Regions from separate parts of the Mus musculus genome. Here region 2 is linked to region 1. The links are chromatin contacts, called in public ChIA-PET maps. All regions are on one chromosome and are shown on one strand. The core of a region is the stretch at or near the end of the contact, and the rest is flanking DNA. Distances in the headings are between cores, read along the strand shown.

What was found. ChIA-PET counts read pairs in DNA pulled down with a chosen protein or histone mark.
Region 2: an RNA polymerase II ChIA-PET map of memory CD8 T cells shows a contact between it and region 1, with 5 times the contacts expected there. The contact joins two enhancer-like sites. A contact is called at or near these places in 4 of 115 datasets of contacts at active chromatin or transcription factors (CD8 T cells, bone marrow-derived dendritic cells, large pre-B cells and 1 more) and 1 of 9 other capture datasets (embryonic stem cells).

The regions. Positions count from the first base shown.
Region 1 is chr16:49,501,736-49,505,792 of GRCm38.p6, forward strand. No RefSeq gene overlaps it. Among named protein-coding and RNA genes, the nearest start is that of Gm4802, 91 kb to the left of the region's middle. Within about 2 kb of position 1,621, at least 86 of the 459 cell types and tissues checked have an H3K27ac peak or open chromatin away from gene starts, as enhancers often do. A contact at or near this core is called in memory CD8 T cells, where this site is marked.
Region 2 is chr16:49,959,591-49,964,016 of GRCm38.p6, forward strand. It overlaps Gm5486. Among named protein-coding and RNA genes, the nearest start is that of Gm19723, 6.0 kb to the left of the region's middle. Within about 2 kb of position 2,896, at least 11 of the 459 cell types and tissues checked have an H3K27ac peak or open chromatin away from gene starts, as enhancers often do. A contact at or near this core is called in memory CD8 T cells, where this site is marked.

The DNA of each region.
Region 1 (4,057 bases), core at 371-2,870:
GCTTGGGGTTTATACTGAAGTCAGCACCAAGATAACAAAGGAGATGTAACTTTTTTTATTTGAGAATTATTATTCTGTTTTGCTTTGAAAGCTAACGGTAAGCATTCCTCGGGCTACAGAGTTTGGTTCATCGTTAGAACTGGCCAATTAGAATTGGACAGAGTTAACTGGCCAATAGACAGTAGTCCACTTAGGTTCTCATGTCATTAATATCTAGCAATGTTTTGTTTGCATTTCTTATTCTTTTATATACATTTTGTCTTTGGAACAAGTCTTAAAGTGAACATGTTAAAAGTAGGGGCATCTTTATAACAGTCCTGGGAATAAATCCTTCACCTTTATCTAACTACTCAGAGATTCAGTAGATCTTCCTACCATAATAAGAGTCCTTTACACAGTAAAATCTGTTAAGTGCATCCTGAACCATTTTATTCTGCATTTGGTGGCATTAGGGCACTACTGTGTTGCTTGTTCCCTAAATGCTTTTCCCTCTATCTGTCTGTAATGTCTATAATTAAACATAAGGGCCCAGCTAGGAGTTGCATCCTTCCTTGTTCTACATTTCTAATACCCTTGGCTGAGTCTTCCTAAAAGTGGAATATTCTAGAAAAATTCAAGCGTAATAAATGTAAGCATCTAAATATAGTCACATCCAACCTGGAAGTTTTCTATTTTAAAAACTACTTTAGAATTCCAGTTCTTGAGCCTAAGAACCTCAGTTCCGTGAGGGGAAAAATATGGCCTGTACAAACAACTAGTCCATCCTGTTCTAACCTTTAGGGTCTAGTTTGAACCCAGAGCTCTCCCAGGAACCCTGAAGAGAGCTGCTTCAGCAATGGAGATTTTTGAGATTTAAAGAACCCCAAAAGTTCAATTCAGGCAGGGCCTTCGTTGGATGCCTTTAACATATTCACTTCAGAGAGCTCTGGAGTGAGATGAGAAGAGTCTCCGTCACGGCAGCTTCAACTCTCAGAAGCGGAAGCAGAATTTGAGAAGAAAAGGAAGAAACAGAAAACCAGAGGTTTGCACCCTCGCGCTGATGAGCAGCGGCTGTGGGTTTCGGAATCTTCTCAGGAACAGAGTACATCCTATGTGGCTGCCTTTAGGACAAGGTTTGGGGTCTTGCCAAAAAAACAAAGCAAACCAAAACCAAACCCAAACAAACAAAAACCAGTCTCACTGAGCTCTAGAACCTAGGGCATTAGTGCGATATCATTCACATGGAGCAAACAATGCTAATAGCTGCAGGTTTTATTTTCTTATGTTCAGCTGTCATATGAGGCCCCAGGAAAACATCAAAATGCACTCACAGGCCACACACACACACACACACACACACACACACACACACACACACTCGCGCACACACGCAGAGGGGGGCGGGGTGAGAGAGAATTCGAGTATCCTTGAATTCAAATCCCTTTCTTAGGTGTCAAAAAACTGAAGATGCTGAAGCATGGAAGAAACACCTGTCAGATGAGAAAGAAAGAAGTGTTTGCAAGTCCCTGCCTGCTACAGGGAAAGGGCAAAGGCAAAACTATGGCTGCTTGATGCATCCCTACTGAAAGGACTGAGTGTTAATGGTGTTAGTGTAACTAAGTGACATAGGCTCCCATTTGCTGGATCTCTTCTTTATTCTGTCATGGCAAGTTGGTGACTTCACACATTATGTTGCTTAGCTTCTAGGGGGAAGGTGGGAGATAAAACAAATCAAAACAAAAACAAAACAAAAAGCCCACCAACTACAGAAGGTGGGGAGGGAGGGGAGGGAGTCAACATTGCCAAAGTGTTTCTCAGCATACAGATCAAAGGTACAATTACAAACTCGGGTGATTAACAACAATTATATTATCTATCTGATTAGTTCCCCTAGGTCAAAGCTATGTGTTAAAAAGGAAATCGTTTGAGCCTGAAGTTTAACTTGGTTTCAATATATTGGCTAGGCAACTAAAGGACAGTCAAAACCAAAACAAAGGAAGCCCATTAATGTGTAGACTGGCTTCTTTCTCAAAGGTTGTTTTCAGCCTCAGTTCCCATGAGGTCAATATTTAATAAGGGTGTCAAGCTAAATTTGGCTGCTTGTGTGTTTGAGTTAGCCTAGCTCTTGCTTTCTGGCATTTCATAGAATTGACTGTGGTGAGAAAATCTGGTCTACTTGAAAGACTGCGAATCAAGCTCTCAAAGAAGGTTCTGATGCACTGCAAAAATACTGTGCCTTGAAGTCTGTCCTACTTCCTTCCACAAAGAACAAAAACTGAAAGTACTTTTGCAAGGGAGAAAAAAAAAAAAAGCTTGATTTCAGGTAACGTCAAACCTCAGCTATAAATAAACTCTGTGAGGAAACTGAATCCGCAGAGAGTCTGTGTCGCATCAGGTACATCCGAATGTCGGAGAACAGCTTCCCAATTATAATCATCAGTGCAAAGGAAGTCAGAGATCCAAACAGCTAAGGTTAAGAGGAGAAAGCTGAAGGGATCATGAGCTGTGATGGGCGGGAAAAGGAAGGGGCGGCTGAGGCTCTGGCATGAGCTCAGTATACGCGCGTTAGCTGATGACTCACAGTGGCTATAATCAGTACATCCAGAAAGGACAGATGAGCATCTCACAAAACAGTGCGCACCACCCCAGACCCTCGCTGCTCTGTACGAGTGCAGATTGCAGCAAATGCCCTTCCCTAATCGTGTGATTCAGTCTGAGTCTAGTGCAAGGAGGAAAGGGCGTAGAATTCCAAGGGAAAATATATGTAGTCACGAAAGTCCAAGCAATCAAGAATAATAAGACAAATTTTAGACCTCAAAGGAAATTATCACCAGAAAGCAGGATGAGGTTCAAGGTCATGCTTCTGTAATCTCCATAGAAACTCAGGCAGTCTGATAATACAGAACCCAGAAAATTGAAGGGACAGAGAAAGCAACAGAGGGCGGAGACTCGACCAGACCTTAATAATGTAGCAAATTGTGATTGAACTCACTAATTCCCGAGTGACCCAGCATGGACCCATTGGTAGGGAAATGACGGAACAGATGTTACACAGCCTCCTCTAGACTTGATAAGACCTCCACACTCAGGAACTCAAAGGTGCCCTAGTTGCCTGCAGGCAATCAAGCCAATCAAAATTCCAGCAGAGATGGGCGTGGAACTCACAGGCCCCACCTCCAAGCTATTCTTATTGATGGCTGCTGGGAGGATAGTTCCTTTTCTTCCAGGGATGTGCTCCTTGGTAGGTTGCCCATGCTGTAGTGGTTGGCATGACATCACGCGCATATAGGGCAGCAGTAATTGGGCTCAGTGTGTTTAAAAATAAAAAAGGACACGAAAAGGAACAGGAAGGAGGACGTGATGGGGCCCTGTGAGTTTGGAGAAGTGGGGAAGAGGATGATAAATCAACATACACTGCATATATGTATTTATTTATATACTTATTTTCTAAAATAAATAAAAACATGATATTAAAAAATCTGAGTAGGTAGCATGTGTGTACAATACTTATTTACAAATGGTTGAGCACTTGCTGTTGGCAGGGTGCTGTGCGCATCATTCTGGTCAGGACCTCTACACGTCGGTGGACGACTCAGCTGTTTAGGGTTTTATTTATACAGATGTTTTCATCGGCATGGCTAAAGGGAAGGAAGAGATTGTTCAGACGTTGATGGATGGACTAAGGGGCGGGACCCTTGTGCCTGCACTTGACCTCCATCTCACCAACAGGAAAAGGGAGTAGCTCAGGACCAAGCAATGTTCATGGTCACCATGCACGAAGGGCACCAGTGCAGAAAGTGGGCTGAGACGGATGGATGGGACGTGTTGGTCACTTTTGTCTTCCCTGTCACCAAAGAGCAGTGAGATAAAGCTTAAGGGAGGAAATGTTTATTTTGATTTCTGGTCTGGGAGGTTCTAGTGTTGTGTGACATCCAGGACATTGATGCATCAGAAACATTCACATCCTGTCATAGTGGAAGGAACGTAGAAAGAGGCCAATGCAAAATAGACCTTCCAAGGACACGCTTCTAGTGACCTGCTTCCTCTATTTACCCGGCCCTTTACCATCTCTCAATAG
Region 2 (4,426 bases), core at 1,646-4,145, 460 kb after region 1:
TGCCACCTTTGCTTGCTCCTGGCTCGCTCTCCATCTTCCATCCATCTCTAAGGACTATCCTATTGCCTTCCACTGACATCCACACCACTTCTGCTCACTGTCAAGTTCTATTCCATGGTTTAGTTTGCCATCTGTATCCTAACTCTTCTCTTTCCCATACTCTATCTACACTCTTGTAAATCCACTAAAATTCCAACACAGTGACCTTTCTTCCTTATTGAATGGAATAACACCAGGAATACTATATCTAGATGCCTGTGTAAAACATATACCTGAATAATGCAGGTATAAGGTATTAAAAAAATCTGCCTATACAATAATGAAAAATACACAATCTGTCTAGGAAGTGAAATATAATAAAACCATGGGTGAGGATTAGAGAGACATGTATGATGTGACATGGTCTATGATTGGTTTTGCTGCTATACCCTAGAAGGTCTGCATCCCTGGTCCAAGTTACTGACATCATGGTTTACACCTTAGAATAACAGCAGAGAACTTGAAATGGAGGCGTGTCCTCATCATCCCTACCAGATAGAGTGGCACATTATGCCTACTTCTATGAATAATACCGGTTTTTATGTTGGCCATCTGCTTTCCTTCTGGGAGTCTAAAATTTTGATATGTACCAGTCATAGCGAGACTGTCCATGCCATCAACTCCCAATTCAGATACTGAACACTGAGTCTCCAAAGTGTTTTCCCCTGATAGATGACATTCCCCAGGTTATCTTGGAGAATTCAAATGCAGCAGTACCACTGGAAGCTCTACTTGGCTTCTTTTAGGATTTGTGCCATGAACCTATTGTCTTGATGAATCTTGCTCTTATATTTTCATTATAATAAATTGTAGCTGTGAATAAAACTAAATATGGAAGTCCTAGAAATCTGTAGAACCCTGGGAGTGCACATATAAGCTATGTTTACACATGCATGGGAAAAGCCTAGAACTATAAAAACTCTTAATTCTTACAAATAGGTTAATCTTGTCACTTTATTATTGTGTTACATGATAATATTTGTGGGCATATGACTGAGTTTTAATTATGTGTATATTTGGTGATCTGCCTTAGAAAATGATTGCTTATACGAATGGCCCCATATTCGAGGAGTCCCATCGAAGAATATTCTGTTTATGTTCCTAACCATCTCTGGTGACTAGCATTGGGTCTGGCATACCATAGGAGACAGGAATGATGATTCTCATTGAATTTGAAAGGAGGCAAACAGAGATGCATAGCAGTGACTCAGAAATAACCTAAAAGATGTTATTTACATCTAGACTCTTCTTTCTAGTTCCAAACCTTCAATCCCTTTGATTTCTCGGTTTATTTTAATCCTTTTCAATTTTCAACCCTCCCTCCCTGCATTTGCAAGAGAAAAAGAGAAGGCAAAAAGCAAAAGAAGAGGTAGATGCCCATAGATAAATGGCTACAGTTTAAATTTCCTCTCTCTCAGCTCAGCCAGAGGCAAGCATCTGGCCCTTTCATTTGACACAGTTTACCTAAAGGGTATAGTGTGTCTTCCTCCTCAAAGAAATGTCTGCTGGCAACCTGACTGCTGTATCAAAGAAGGCCCTATGCCTGTGCAAGGGAGGGCATGAAGCAAATGTGGAAACTTTAAAAATTCTAAAATTCTCTTCCTTTTGATTATACGCCATTCTGAAAGAGAGATTAAATACATGGTTAACTGTGGGGGTGAGACTAGGTAGAGATAAGCACGGGCTAGTGTTTATTTCTCACCCCAGGCGTTGATAATATAGAGCTGTGAGATTTTAGAAGTTAGCTGGTACATACATATACATTATGGCAACAAATTCTGGGAGTTGTTAGCATGTAGCATTTGAGGGGATCTAAGTAATTCAGGAAATATGCAGGTATACTTACCTAATGGGTCAAGAAGAGGAGGAGTTTGGGATCCTTTAGTCTACCATTCAAGCTGACACCAAGCCTAAGTTCCTAAATGTCTGTCATGCTTAACCCTAGATAAACATACGCTATATAAACAAACAGCTATGAGATGGCACTGAAACGCATGCTTCACATATGCACATGAATTTTGTATCGCCAAGTCTCAGCCAATCTGTGAAATATTCCCACAAGAAATGGAGTACATTCAAGTGGTCAGGCTGGCCCTGCTCAGGTTCTAAGAATAATTTACAGACATCTAGAGCCATAATTTAAATAGCAGCATAGTTCCTTTCTGGGCTACTGCTATGTGGGCTTCCAGCCACAGTCTCAAATAGGTTTTAGTCCTGGGGAAAAAGCAGAGCCTGTTCTCTTTGTGTGCTGTGGCGGCCTGGCAAAAAGGTGAATCTATCGACTCCCGTTACAGAATGTCAGTGTCTGCTTGACATTTTCATTACTAATAGTCATTTTTCAAAGTAAATTCACACTTCAGTTGCTTCTTAGTGGTCATAAATGGTTGTCAGACCTTGCCCAGGGTTCATCTAGATATCCCTTTGAGATATTCTTATTAGCAAGTGGACAGATTTCCTCCACTTGCTATAATCTATAACCTGCCTGAGCCAAATTTAAAAAAAAAAAAAAAGAGGAGCTTCCATGACAATTTCCTCTGGGGTTGTTCCTAGGGATCTTTCACATGATTTTAGCTGATTAATGTGAAAACAAGGACTTAAGGTGATAAAATTGAATTTGGAAGTCAATGTAAAATAACTGAGCACTTATTTGAATAATAGTTTGCGGAACATCACTAGCAGAGAAAGATTTCAGATGCCCTATAGCTTAAGTAGAGCGAGCTAGAGACAGCAGAAGAAGAACTCAAAAAGATGCCCTAGTAGCCAGATTTTATTTCATGTCAGGTGACTCGGAAAGCCCTTGGTAGGAGGTACTGAACAGTGGGAGGAAGTGGTCTGATTTAGCTTTGATTAAGACCAACAGAAGGTGAAACAAAAGAGAAGTGTTAGAGCTGATTGAAGAGATGACAGTGTTTGGACCAGGGTGGTAGAGTTGAGCGGGGTGGGCATGGCCTTACTGCCAGTGGATTCTAAAGGCTAAACCATGAAGATTAGGTGCCTTGTGGGAAGTGATAAATTAAGTGTGCATGAAGGAAAGTTGGCAAGGTGGATGCAAAGGTTGTGACCATAAGAAACTTCAAGTAAGCATCTGGCATACTCAATGTCCTTTAGCTAAACATGTTTTCTAGTATGCTTTTCTACATCAGTGATTCTGGAGGTTGGGGACCCTGCAGACTGACAGCCTTTTTAGCTCCAGTCAGTTTGAAGGCTGTTTCTACAGCATACTTCCACCAAAGTCACCTGTCACGGGGCACCCAGGAGCACGCAGAGACATGGAGGATACTCACATGAAGAAGTGAGTCATTCCAAAGCAAAGGAAGAAAGAGTCTGCATATAGATGGTGCCAGTCATGAGTGAGCTTCTAGTGTAAGCATGTGCAGCCTCTGGCAGGTCCTTCGCTTGGGTCTCTACTGACCTCTGAGTCCCAGGAAGGAAAAGATAATGAGCATCGGAAAGAGAGTGGTTTCCGTTAAAATCACTCAGAGGACATTGTGGGAAAGGAATGAAGGAGGGTTGTGGAAATGCTGTTTTCTGGTTATGATATTGCCAGTGCAATCTTAAAAAAAATCGCAAAAGCTACCTGCACTGGACCTGCCCAAGACTGGTCCTGCCAATGATCGTTCACAGACAGGGAAGAAACTTCCTCATGGTACAGGACTCATCCCTGCTGGAATGTTGGCTACACAACCGTTCTTGGAGACAGGAGTCCTTGTCTCGTGTTGTGGCAGCATCGGGTGAGACCACTGAACTTTTAAGGATAGCTACAAGCCCGTGGTCACCCAGACCACCTCGGTTAAACTCAATGAGTAACAAAACAGTAAAGACATGAGTGAGGAGAAAGGATTTGTAGGAAAGTGGAGTGTTGAAGGGGTAGGAGGCAAGAGTATTTGCCATGCATTTTTATGTACATGAAAATGTAAAAAAAGAAAATTAAAGATTTATTTTTATTATTTTAAAATTACATGTAGATGTGTGTTTGTATGTACATATGGACACCTAAATACAGGTGTCCATGGGGCCAGGGTCTCAGATTCCTATGGAGTGGGAGTCACTTGTGGTTATGTTTGTGAGCTACCGATGTGGGTGCTAGGAACCAAACAGGTCCACTGGGTGATCTTCCCAGCCGCAAATCAATATATTTAATGAATAATTTAAGTAACTTTGCGGGTCCTCCACCCTGAATAGCACCCAGCTGCAACCCCTCCCGCACTGCCCAGGGAGAAGGATAGAGTTAGGAAGACTTCAAAAATATATAGCCTGGGACAGGGCTTCCCCTGCACGGGCTGCAGGAAGTTCCTCGAGCCCCTGGAGATGCTTAAGGATAGGAACTACATGCCTGCACCGAGGCTGGGAATTATAGCCAAGAAGGCATGGACCACAGGAGCTCTTG